Regions from separate parts of the Mus musculus genome. Here region 1 is linked to region 2. Evidence: chromatin contacts called from public Hi-C data. All regions are on one chromosome and are shown on one strand. Each heading gives the region's core, a stretch centred on a gene start, on an enhancer-like site or on the middle of the called end of the contact. The rest is flanking DNA. Distances are from core to core; before and after follow the strand shown. Region 1 has its middle 14 kb from the start of 1700063D05Rik. Region 2 overlaps Gramd1b (GRAM domain containing 1B).

Region 1 (6,686 bases), core at 3,015-5,514, 790 kb before region 2:
CGCACGCACGCACACACACACACACACACACTGCCTGAAGATTCTGGCTCAGGAGGATCCCTGGAGACTCAGATCTGGCCAGACCTAGCATGCCATGTAGTGTGGAGTTGGGGGAAAATATGGAGAGCCAGAAAGAAGAAACCAAAGAAAACCTGTAGGGGCCAAAGGGATGAGACAAGGAGGAGGGAAGTGTGAGGGAAATGCATGAGGGGTTAGAAGGCACCTTGCTCCACAGTCATCTTCACGTGGATGAGAAATGGGGATAAAATGCCTTTATGTTTAAACCACCTTAAAGCTGGTGCAGGGATGCAGGCTGTAATGTCAGTACCCAGGAGGCAGAGGCAGGGGGGAGGCAAGTTCAAGCCTAGCCTCGTCTCTCTAGGGAGCCTCTGGCCAGCCACAGCTACACAGAGATACTGTTTCTCAAGAATTAGTAAATAAACCCTAAGAGCCAACCTGGCATGGTGACACATACCTGTGATCCCAGCACTCAGGAAGTAGGGGCAGCAGATGAAGGGCTCAAGGTCATCACTGGCTGAAGAGTAAATTAGCAGCTGGTATAGACTACGTAAACCTTCTTTTCACAATTAAAACAAGAAACACACACACATACTAGTGGCTACCATGACTACACACAATGATCATGACATTACATATACATATTATTTGTGTATGCATTCGTTTGTCTATTCATTCATTCATTCATTCATTCATTCAATTGTTTTTTAATACTAGGAATCAAACCCATAGGTCCATACCACAACAGGCAAGTACCCTACTGCTGAGTGACATCTCCAGCCATGTTTTCAATTTATTTGGTAGGAATCTTCTAAAATATATGATATAGGATCCTGTTATTAAACTAAGTAATTGCTTGGCCTTTTCCCGTGTCTGAGGTGAGTTAAAAGTGTTTCCTCTTTGACTGCTGGGGACTGCGCCCTGGTCATGGCTCTGTGCATTGCACACTGAGGAGCCATCCTTCACTTGCACCCCTGCTGTTAATCTTCGAGGGTAGGACACTGCACAGCCAAGTTAACTCCTGGGTGACAGGAAAGCACTGGGACAGACAGGCATGCCTAGGGTGGATCTGTTCTCCAAAGCAGACAGCAAGAGACCCAGGTGGGCCCTCATGTATTGTACATCTTGATTGTCTGGTTTGGCTTTTTAGTCAAGATCTTTCTGTGTGGCCCAGGCTACCCTGGAACACATGATTCCCCAAGCCTCAACCTCTCTGGGCTGAGATGGTAGGTGCTTTTCTGCAGGCGTGTTTCCCTACATCTGTCTTCCTTTGCTCTATTTACTGTGGTTTGCACATCATGTATTCTTTAGAAACCTGTTGCTCTCACCCTAAGAGCAGGAAACGTAAAAGACCCGGGGTTTTCTTTACCCATGTCCCACCCAGCAGAGCAAGCACCCACTAGTGTCTTTTCACTAGGACTCACCACTGCACACAGGCAGAGGAACCTAAGGTTGCCCCTACCCATTGGTGTCCCCAGAGCTGGCAGAGCAGCTGGCTTGGCTGTCACAGGATGAGGGGCAACTGTGCTGATTCAGGGGCAGCATGAGACGCCTTGGCTCGAGTTCGGGGACAGGAAAGGTGGCAAAGAGACTGAACATTTAAGAGAAGGGCAGAAACAAAACCAGACTGACTTGGTCAGTTCCCAGGTGCGCTGGCTGATTTCCTGTCAACTTGACACAAGCTAGCGTCATCGGAGAGGAAGGAACGTCAAGTGAGAAAATGCCCCCATTACATGGAGCTGTAAGTAAGACTGTAGGGGATTTTCTTAGTGACTAATGAGGGAGGGACGGTCGCTAGGCAACAATCAGTCCAATCAGTCCGATTCCAGAGGCACAAGAAAGCTGAAGGGGTGACTGTATAGAAACTCCTTTATGAAGTATGTGTGGCCATGAGGGTGGGTTTTATAGCTAAGAGACCTAGAATCTAGTACGGTCTCTGACGGATAGCACAGAGGTCATCAGAACACAGAGTACTTGTAACATTCACTTTAAGATCGGGTCCAGGGAGGGAAGAGTCTGGAATAACCATTAGGGGAGTTTGGGTGAGGTCTGCCTCTAAAGACAACAGAAAGGTCACCAGGTTGTTCAGAAGATCCACTGCCAGCCTTCTGGACATGAAGACCACCATTTATCTCCTCCTTCGAGAAGAGGCCCCAGTGGGTTTACCATTCGTGGTTTCCCTTAATGCCCCCTCTACAGGCCTTTGTGCCTCTAACATGAAGTGACCCCTTACCTCTCTCCGCAGTTGCTTTTCTCTGTTTCCTCTCTCACCCTGCCATCTTCTGTGGATACTTGCTGGTTTCTCTGAAGTGAGGAAATGGCTTTTATTTCTTCCATCTCAACTTTTAATATTTGACTGTCAGCAATAAATTGACTCTCAGGAAAGGAGGACCAGAGAAGGAAGGCTGTCAGGTCTCCTTTGGAGTCAGTGGATAGAGACAATGACTGCTGACGTCATAGCATCTTCTTGGGTACCATGTGACCGTGCCTAAGAATCTCCTGAGGTCAGCATCACAGCCTCACTGTAATGTCAGAAGCTAAGGACGAAATTCTGGTCAAAGCTGCAAACTTGCAAACACCATGAAAGACTTCACTCTTTTCTAGTTGTTGTCAAAAGGGACACTCAGCACGTTGGGAGGGAGAAAGGTCTGGGCAGCCTCCTGCAGATCCATTATAGATCTCAGCTCAAGTTCAGCCATGGGTTTGGCCATCTCTTTAACATAGGCCTGAGGCTTCTCTCAGGCTAGGGATGTGGGGCAGTGCTGAAGCTCTCAGTACAAGTGAAGCTGTGGGTCCTGCACCCAGCACTCAGAAACAGTTCTGCAGGTGGGGGAGGCCTAGACCAGGTAAACACACTCCACAGGACAGATCGTGCCTCCTCATTCCCCAGAGACCAATCAATTTAAAACTCACACTCTCCTGCCAATCACATTGTGCCTAATGGCTACTGCTCTGTAAAACTGTAGAAAGACTCACCAAACAGGCTTGGAGGGTGGGGGAGAAGGGTCACCATCTCTTCTTTGGGTGTAGGGCGGCCCCAAAGTGCTGGAACAATCAACTCCTCTTGCTTTCTGCATCGATTCCCAGCTCTGTGTGGTTCACTCAGGGGGTCCCCAGCTAAGCTAAGGCTCGCTAGAGTCTTAAATGAAAATGTGACTTTGATTTAAAGTAATGCTGCACTAATTGGATTTTACAATGTATTTCCCCTTTTTCTTGTTTAGCCTTTGCAATAAAATAATTTTAAAAAGAGAAAGATGTGTGTCATATATGTTTCCAAGATATCCCAAAGTTGAATGGAGCAGGGGTCTTCCAGGTGGCTGTCCAGGAAAATAGCCAGTTCCCCGGCTCCACCAGAGGACCATAAGCTAATGTTTTTGTAACATAAAATAGAAGTGAATTACTTGAAAAAATTTTTTTACATGTTTTTAAACCTAACAATACATTCTGGATAGTACTGCCGCGAACATATGAGTCACAGTTGCTGGGGGTGGAGGGGGTGTTAATGGCTCTGTGAAACTGAAAAACAAGATGCAAATGCTGTCTGCTCCTTCCTCAGAGTCTCTTTGTGTACGTCCTGCACTCGGAGACATTCCTCCTCCTGGGAGCCAGTTTATGGGACTGTATTTGAGATCTGTGGATGTGGCATCATTGACAGTGCTTGCCTAGCCCTCGTGACGTCCTGGGCTCAATCTTCAGTCCCTCATAAGCCAGGTGTGATGCCACACACCTGTGACCCCAGCACTGCTGGGAGGTGAAGGAAGGACGATCAGAATTCAGGTCATCCTTGACAGCACAGATAGCTGGAGGCCAGACTTCGTGAGAGTCCCTCTCAAAAACTAAACAATGTTAAAAAAATTCTCTCCAGGGTTTCTGACACCCTGAGGTCTACAGTGACAGTATTTTTTTTAAATCTGTCCCTCAAATGCAAATCAGCTCTTAGATCCACGAGCTTTTTCTGCCGGTTTATACTTTTACTCCTTCCAAAAGAAAAAAAATATATGTTTTTACTGTGATTGGAGTAGGCATAGCGGCTGGTGCTGGAAGGGAGGGATGCTGAGCTGTGAGCTTTGTGAGCTGGCAGCCGCAAGGTTTTCCTCTCCGTGCAGCATCGTGCTGAGATATATGTGTTGCACAGACACATTCCTTTGGCAAACAGACTGTTCTTTTTTGTATAGGCCTCCAACACTCTGTGCACAGGGAGAGGAATCTAAGGCTGAGCTTCCAGAGAGGCAGTGCCTGTATCTGGCCACAAGGAGGCGCTCAGAGCACGGTGCGAGCCAATGTAAGACAAAACACTCTTGCTCTTTGGTAGGAAAGAAGGTTGCTGGAGATTGTTCCCCGCAGATGTTAAGACAGGAGGCTATTTACTGTAAAGTGGTCTATCAGGCCTGCTCAGACATCACATCTTACAGCAGCTACTGTAAAAAGAAGATGGATTCTAGAGTGGAGGTATAATGGCTGGCCGAGCTGCCTTCCAAGAAAATTAGCCACCCTGCTGCGACTTTGCTACCAGATGAAAAGAGCCTGGAAACACACACACACACACACACACACACACACACACTTCCTTAAACAAGCTGAGCAGGGTGACTCACATGTGTAATCCTAGTATCTGAGAGGTTGAAGGCAGACTACAACAAGGTCAAGGGCTAGCCCAGGCTACATATATAGTGAGTTCCAAGAAAGCTTGGGTCTGGCATAGGGTAAGACCCAATATCAAGAAAACATACATACAAGTATACATACATATATGCACAAATACATACATCCTTATACATACATATACACATGCATACATACATGAACACTGATACTTAAACATGCATGCATGCATGAATTCACAGATGCATGCATATATATATATACACGTACACACATACACATACACAAACATGCATATTACTAACTAGCCATTATTAAAAACTGGCAGAGAGAAGCTTGTATCCCTTGCTGCATAAACATCCCTCTGTTTGGTTTTGGTTTATTTTTGTGCTCTGAGTTCAAGTTCTCCAAGGAGGGAGACACAGCATTCCAAAGGTGGGTCCTGTCTCACTGCAAGTTAATATTGAGCAACCAGGAATTCTCCTTAAGTTGCACACGCCCCTTCCTAACGAAGCAGGCTCCAGAGCTCAGGGATTGATCCGACTCTGCTCAATGTGTGTGTCTGACTTCCTTTGTGGTGACACGTTAACTCTTTTGAGAAAGAAATCTGACCATATTCTTTGTCTCCTGTTGCAATATCCAGAACATGAGATACAACTATGTCCTGTTAACTCATACAGACGGAGGCTGTGTCTCATTTCCTTTAATCTATACTGCTCTTGTGACCTGCTGTGCCAGTAGAAAGTTCCCAAATGGCACTACTGCACTTGGCCCCAGACCTCCCGATGGCTGGTAGTCTCCACTTTCATCTTCTTGGATGACTGCCACCACGGTGCAGAAGTCTAAACAAAGAGGCTTTATACAGACAGAGCATCCTGGAGGATAAAGGGAAGGTAGGAGGCCCAGGGTGCCCCTGCATTTTATAGCTGGACCAGCTGAGGTACCAGCCATGAGAGTGGGACCTGCTTGGATCCTGGACTCTTTGGTGAGCTACCCCAGCAGACAGCATGGAACAGATGATCCATCGCTGACAAAGCACAGTACAAACTACAGAATCATAAACAAGTAACTAGCTGATTCCACCCATTTGGTTTGGTTTGGTTTGGTTTGGTTTGGTTTGGTTTGGTTTGGTTTGGTTTGGTTTGGTTTGGTCTGAGATATAATCTCCTCACTCAACTGGCCTCAAACCTGCTCTATAGCCAAGTATGGCCTTGAACTCTTAATCCTTCTGTCCACCCTGCAAGTTGTGGGGTTACAGGATTATGCCATCATGTGTGGCTTTATGTGGTGTCAGAGTTCGAACCCGGGGTTTCGTGCATACTAAGCCAGCATCCTGTCAAACAACCTACAACCTCAGTCTACCTGCTGAATTTTGAAGTGGCATTAAAAAACAAAACAAAACAAAACAAAACAAAACACACAACTAGACGTGGCCTTCCCTAACTGCCCCAGCATAATGACCTGGTTCACAATGGGAACCGCACAGAGGGAGACGGAGCTCAGAGGGTACGTCTGAGAAGTGCCCCCTCAGTATCCTCAGACTCCAGTGCCTTACTTTATGATATGCTAACAGTCTGTGCATTGCTCTTTCACGTCTCTACATTGTCTTATACTATGATCTGTATGCCTGTGTCTCCCCTCAGTCATTAGACTCTGGACAGGAAGCCTGTTACATACACAATTATATACGGAATGCCTGAAATGTCTATTGAAGGAACCATTTAATAAACAAATGGAGAGTGAGATATAGGTCAGAGAACTGAAGCATGTGCACACACACACACACACACACACACACACACACACACGGGACAGTCACACAGACTTCTTATGAACCAACAATACAACCAGAAACAAAAAAGAATCTAGCAGACCCCTTCACCCAGGGAGACCTGCCTCTCTGTCTCCCTTCTCCGCTTCCCTCTAAGGATGCAGCTAAAGAATGGGGAAAGTCGGAGGAGGACATGTGAGGCCCTGAGTTTAATCCCAGCACTGCATACATCAGGAACGGTGGTAGGTGTGTATCATCCCAGACCTGAGGGAGTGGAGACAAAGGAATTACCACG
Region 2 (5,873 bases), core at 1,031-3,530:
TTTTATTAGTAAACATCTATTGTTTATAATATCTAGCTAAAATACTGTATGTAAAGTGCTAGGCGTTTGGTAGGTGATAAACTCGGTACTTAGTAGGTGTTAAGTAAGTGGTAGGTTTGTTTGTTTTTGTTGGTGGTGGTGTTGTTTTTACTCTCATTTTGCCTCCTAGTGAGACTTGATTCTTGAGTAGGGTTATACAGTTATGCTCTACTGACCTGGAAGCAAAGGCACGGAAGGGTCTCATGAGACCTCACTGAGCTGAGGGTGATTGACAGTTGATAGCTGCTGGGAGAGGGAAAATTGCCCATGCTCCGGTGGGGGTCGCCCATCCTTTTTCCTGGGGTAGCACTAATTTGGACTCTGTGGGGTATAAAATAACAACACTAACAAAGAGGCACTGGCATGAAGTTGGGAGGGATTGGAGAAGGAACATTCGTGGAGGAGTGGATGCTAGATATGATCCAAATACATTCTATGCATATATGGAATTCTCAAAGAATAAATAAAAATATGTGCCTAAGAAATCATCTGGATAAAAGATGTTGGTGGGCTTCAGAGAACCTGCAAATGCAAAGTCCAGACACTGGTGGGTGAACAGGCTAAGGAGTGACATCGCCCCTCAGACTTGTTAATAGTGAGACACACTCACAAATAAATGTAAGATATTTATGGACTTGAAATTATACATTCAGTAACAACACAGAATCCTTGTTAAGTTCTAATCTGTGCAGTGAGTCCTCTACATATTATCTTAACATAGCACTTTTTCTGTGGTCCTATCAAGCTGATACTGCTTTTGTTGTTGTTGTTTGGCTTTTGTTTTTCCTAGCTTTTAGGAGACTTGCGGCACAATGAAGTTAAGGAGTGGCTTAACAGTTCTTGGGGTGTAGGCTGGGAGGCGCATCCACAAAGACTCTGGAGGGTGACACTTCAGCTGAGCGCTCAGGGACAGCGTTCCTGGGAAAGGAACAGGATGCACACAGCATGGAGGGGCGAGAGAGCTGGAGAAAACAGGGAGAGAGAGCTTGGGAACCACAGATCTTAAGTCCGCTGTCTTAGGAGGGGGCTTCTCCTAAGGCCAGAGAAGGTTATCTGAGCCGGTGGAGAGGCCTTTGATGCTCTGTGCGGAGTGCTCTGTATTGACAGGAAACCTTGGAGGGATCTGGACAGATGGAAAGCCCTGTGTCTCCCTGGGCAACCTTAGAAACAGAGGCTTCCTGAGGCAGCCTCAGGTCACTCAGGCTGGCCTTGAGCTTGCTTCGTAGCCTAGAGTAACCCTGAGTGCCTGGATCTCTCTGCCCTCCCCCTTTTAAATTACAGGCGTTCATTAATGAAATTTCTGGAGGCTGGGAAGCCCCAAAATTAATGCACTTGAAGAGTGCATGATCAACGGAGCCTACCTTTTCTTCTCTGCCTTCCTTCCATCTTCCTTCTTAGTAAAGGTAGACAAGAATTAGACAAGAAAAAAAAATGCCCATTGAGTTTAATTTGAGTTGTTTACAAAATTGTTGAGATTTATGAGCCACGTATCAGTGGCTACACCACTGGGGAAATGTCTTTCCCTCCTCCAGCAACCATTAACTAGGTATAAATCCTCAGGGGAAGGCGGGGCCTTAGAGTCCCTCACCCTTATGCATTTGTGTGCATGGGTACAGAAAGGTGTGCTCGTTGGGTCTGGAGATCAACCTTGTGTGTCCTTGTTGAGGTGAAGTCCGTCTTTGAGACCGATTCTGGTGTTCGCTAACTGAGCAAGGCTGGCTGGCTTCTTTCCAGCACTGAGATTACAAGTGTGTCTGCCTGCTTGGACTTTTTTTCTGGCTGCCAGAGACTGATCTCAGGCCTTTATGCTTCTGTGGTAAACACCTCATCAACTTAGCTGTCTCCAGGTCTTCTTAAAGAAAAATCAACAACAGTGGTCCCACTATGTGATGAGGCTGGCCTCTCACTTACAATTCTCCTGTCTCAGCTTCCCAAATGATGAGGTTGTAGGTGTGTGTGGCAAGATGTGTTGAGAAACGAATACTTGGGAATGCAGACAGATGGACTAGAAGCAGATAACACTTCGCCTAGCCAGTCTCTTAAATATTTATTGAGTATATACTATATGCCATACACTCTAGGCATTGTCTACAGCCATGATCAAGTTAGCTACTTTGATGCTTGCTGTCCAGTGAGAGGAAATAGACATAGAACAAAGAAGCCGCCAAGTCATAGGAAAGGCTCTGTAGAGAATGAAAGAGAACGATAAAGCCAGTAAGGACAGAGGTAGACAGAGAAGAGTTACTGCCATAGCAACACTGAGATCATGGCCAGATGGTCTACTTCTGAATGGCGGTAGTGAGGACAGAAAAAGAGGAGCCAATTAAAAATGTGAGAAATAGAGCTGCCGGGAGTGACATCCAGGTTGGAAGGCTGTCCGGGATGAAGCTGAGGTTTTCTGGCTTGTGCAGCAGGAAAGGCGGCACAGTCTGGAGGCTAAGCGCCTCCTACGCTGTAATCATAGGTCTAGCACAGTGGTTCTGTACCTTCCTAGTGCTGCGGCCCTTTAACACGTTCCTCATGTCGTGGTGACCCCACCCATAAAGTTATTTTCATTGCTACTTCATAACTATAATTTTGCTACTGTTATGAGTAGCAATGTAAATATCTGATATGCAGGCTATCTGTCATGTGACCCCTTTGAAAGGGTCATTTGACCCCCCAAGAGGGTCGTGACCCACGGGTTGAGAACCATTGCTCTGGCACATACCTTGCAATATTGAGGGGAGTCATGAGGTATCTGTGTGCCTCCTTCTTCTCCTTTGTAAAATGCGTGTAGTAATCACACCTCATAGTCTTGTGCAAATAAAACCCATCGTATGAGTGATGACATATAATAAGGATATGCCCCATCTATGGATAGTGTTTTGTATGTGCTTGTATCAATTATTATTAATTTACTGTGTATGTTCAGAAGAATTTTAGGTGCAGCCATGATTAGTGAGTTTTAATTCCGGCATGCAGAGTGTGAACTGCTACTTGGTATAAGCCAATCAATGGAGAGGCAGGAGAGGCAGGAGAGGCAGGGGCTGTGAAGTTCAGATGGCAGAGCTTAAAATGTACTCATTTGGCGATTCAGGGTAACTTAGTGGAGAAGGACTTAGCCTAGTGCGCCGGAGGTCTCAGATCCCTTCCCTAGCACTACAAACACTCGAAGATCTGCTTTAGGCGCTGAAGGAACTGAATGTGCACATATGGGTGTGGGAGGAGGGAGGTCCTCGGAGCTGAGTCGAATCTCAGCCTGCTCTCCTGGGCTGTGCTTCTATTGAAGTGTAAGGAAGCCAGGTGTCTGGGAGACAAGGAGGAGAGACCCAAAGGGTAGGAAAAGAGACACTTCAGGGAGTGGTAAACATGGTGTATGCCAGTGGTCCAGGTGCAGTCATTGGTGATGGAGGAGGGAAGATATAGCTTCCAGATGTCTTCTTCTGAATAGTGAGGAATGACATCATCCCTAAGGTGGGATGGGAGCAGTCTAGGGGGTGGGTTTCATTTTACATTAGTTATTGATTGATTGATTGAGTTAAACTTTTATATCACATCTCTCTGTGTCTCTGTCACTATCTGTCTTTTTTTTCCTCTGTCTGTCTCTGTCTCTGTCTCTGTCTCTGTCTCTGTCTCTCTGTCTCTCTCTCTCTCTCTCTCTCTCTCTCTCTCTCTCTCTCTCTCTGTGTGTGTGTGTGTGTGTGTGCATGTGTGGAAGGGAGAATGTATATCCGTGTGCACATGTAGTAGTCAGAGATCAACTTTCAGGAGTCGCTTCTTTCCTTCCATGTGGGTTTCAGGGATGCAACTGAGGTTTTCAGTCTTGAGTCAAGGACCTTTGCCTGCTGAAGGTCTAAAAATACCTAGTGTGTGTGTGTGTGTGTGTGTGTGTGCCTGGACACGAATACCACAGCATGTGTGTGAGGCCAGGGAGTAATTTTGTGGAGTTTGTGCTCATTTCCATCTCTCTAGTTTGAACTTGGCTTCCAGGTTTGTTTAGGAAGAGCCTTCAGCCTGCTGAGCAATTTTGCTGACTCCCTAATTTAGTTTTTTCTTTTTCTTTTTCTTTTTCTTTTTCTTTTTTCTCTTTTCCTTCCTTCCTTCCTTCCTTCCTTCCTTCCTTCCTTCCTTCCTTCCTTCCTTCCTCCCTCCCTCCCTCCCTCCCTCCCTCCCTCCCTCCCTCCCTCCCTCCCTCCCTCCCTCCCTCCCTCCCTCCCTCCCTCTCTCTCTCTCTCTCTCTCTCTCTCTCTCTCTCTCTCTCTCTCTCTTTCTTTCTTTCTTTCTTTCTTTCTTTCTTTCTTTCTTTTTTTTTGGTGTTTCGAGACAGGGTTTCTCTGTTTAGCTCTAGCTGTCCTGGAACTCACTTTGTAGACCAGGCTGGCCTCAAACTCAGAAATCCACCTGCCTCTGCCTCCCAAGGACTGGGATTAAAGGCGTGCGCCACCACCGCCTGACTTTAGTATTTTCTTTTTTAAGTCATCCAGGCAGTGGTAGTGCATATCTTTGATCCCATAACTGTAAGGCAGAGGCAGGGAGATCTCTGTGTTCTCAGCCAGCTTAGTCTACAGAGAGAGAGAGAGTTCCAGGATAGCCAGGGAGAAACCCTGTGAAGGAAAACAAAACAATGAGCAAACATCACCCATTGGCAGGCTGGAGAGAGAGAGTGCTTAATGGACAGAGTCTGGCGAGGACTGGAGTTTGTATTCCTAGCATCCACATGGAAGCTATGTGGGATGTCGCCTCTCTGTAGTCCCAGTGCTTGAGTAGAGGAGGTGAAGTATCCTTGTGGACGGGCTAGCTAGCTGGACTAGTGGAGTAGTTTGCAGCTTCCGTGTGACCTTGCTTCAAGTAAAAAGAGAGAGCAAGGAAGACCCCTGAAATCAGCCTTCGCCTCCAGATGTGGGCACGTACATACATTCAGGCACCGGTATCAGTTTCTCCGCTGAGTTCTTTCCTTGGCTTCCGTCAATGATGGGCTCTAACCTGTAAGATATAACAAACCCTTTCCTCTCCAAGTTCCTTGGGTCATGGTGATTGATCACAGCGACAGAAAGGAAACTCACATGGCCACCACATCCTTGACTCAGGTGATCTTTACCTTAAGGAAGGAGCCAAGCAGAGATCCCTCTGGGAGCAATGCCAGCTGCCCCTCCTTCCCCTCCAGCGCCAGCAGCTGATGTCACATGCAGGTACACCTCTATCCTCCCTGTCTGAGGACAGAAGGAACAGAAGCTTGCCAAACATCCAGAGCACTGACAGATGTGGAAGAATGGGAGGGAGTTCAGCATGGAACTGTGGCTCAAAGAGAAGGCAGGGGAGACTGTGCTAGCGTAGAACACACAGACCCTCTCCCACTGGGCCCGTGTTCTGGACACGGACAGCCGAGGATGGAGATTGTGTGGGGAGGAGTTCACTGTCTAGCGCTGGGGCAGCTGCAGAGGCAGTGCCTCCATGCTCCTCCAAAGTGAACCTGCAGCTCTCGAGGTCCTGGCTGCCATGTGGCCAGCCCTCCCCTGAGCCCGGCATGGTGCAGAATCTACGCCCTGAGACAGTCTCATGCAGCACAGCTGTCAAGAGGACCTGCTACTACCGTGTCTCCTGTCTGAGGAAGAAGCTGGCCTTTCTGAGAGCCAAGTAAGTGGTAGGGGCAGGTTAGGGTTGAGATGGCTTAGGTCTCTTCACGGAGGTGGGAATAGTTTGGATCTTGGCTTCCATGACACCTCCCTGCTGAGTGACACACAGAGAGAGATGAGTGTTAGAGAGAGACAGATGTGTTGCAGGAGGCTGAAGGGAAAAGCTGAGGTGGACAGCTGATGAGGTCGGGACTGGGAGATAAAGTTTGTGCCTCACTG

What was found. A called contact is a pair of places that touch in the nucleus more often than the background predicts.
Region 1: a contact with region 2 is called in a Hi-C map of cortical neurons, with 2.9 times the contacts expected there. The contact joins two enhancer-like sites. A contact is called at or near these places in 2 of 484 Hi-C or Micro-C datasets (cortical neurons and palatal mesenchyme).

Annotation. Positions count from the first base shown.
Region 1 is chr9:41,188,864-41,195,549 of GRCm38.p6, reverse strand. No RefSeq gene overlaps it. Among named protein-coding and RNA genes, the nearest start is that of 1700063D05Rik, 14 kb to the left of the region's middle. Within about 2 kb of position 4,264, at least 39 of the 459 cell types and tissues checked have an H3K27ac peak or open chromatin away from gene starts, as enhancers often do. A contact at or near this core is called in cortical neurons, where this site is marked.
Region 2 is chr9:40,401,343-40,407,215 of GRCm38.p6, reverse strand. The region is part of intron 2 of Gramd1b (GRAM domain containing 1B); the gene reads left to right. Among named protein-coding and RNA genes, the nearest start is that of Gm51668, 13 kb to the left of the region's middle. Within about 2 kb of position 2,280, at least 13 of the 459 cell types and tissues checked have an H3K27ac peak or open chromatin away from gene starts, as enhancers often do. A contact at or near this core is called in cortical neurons, where this site is marked.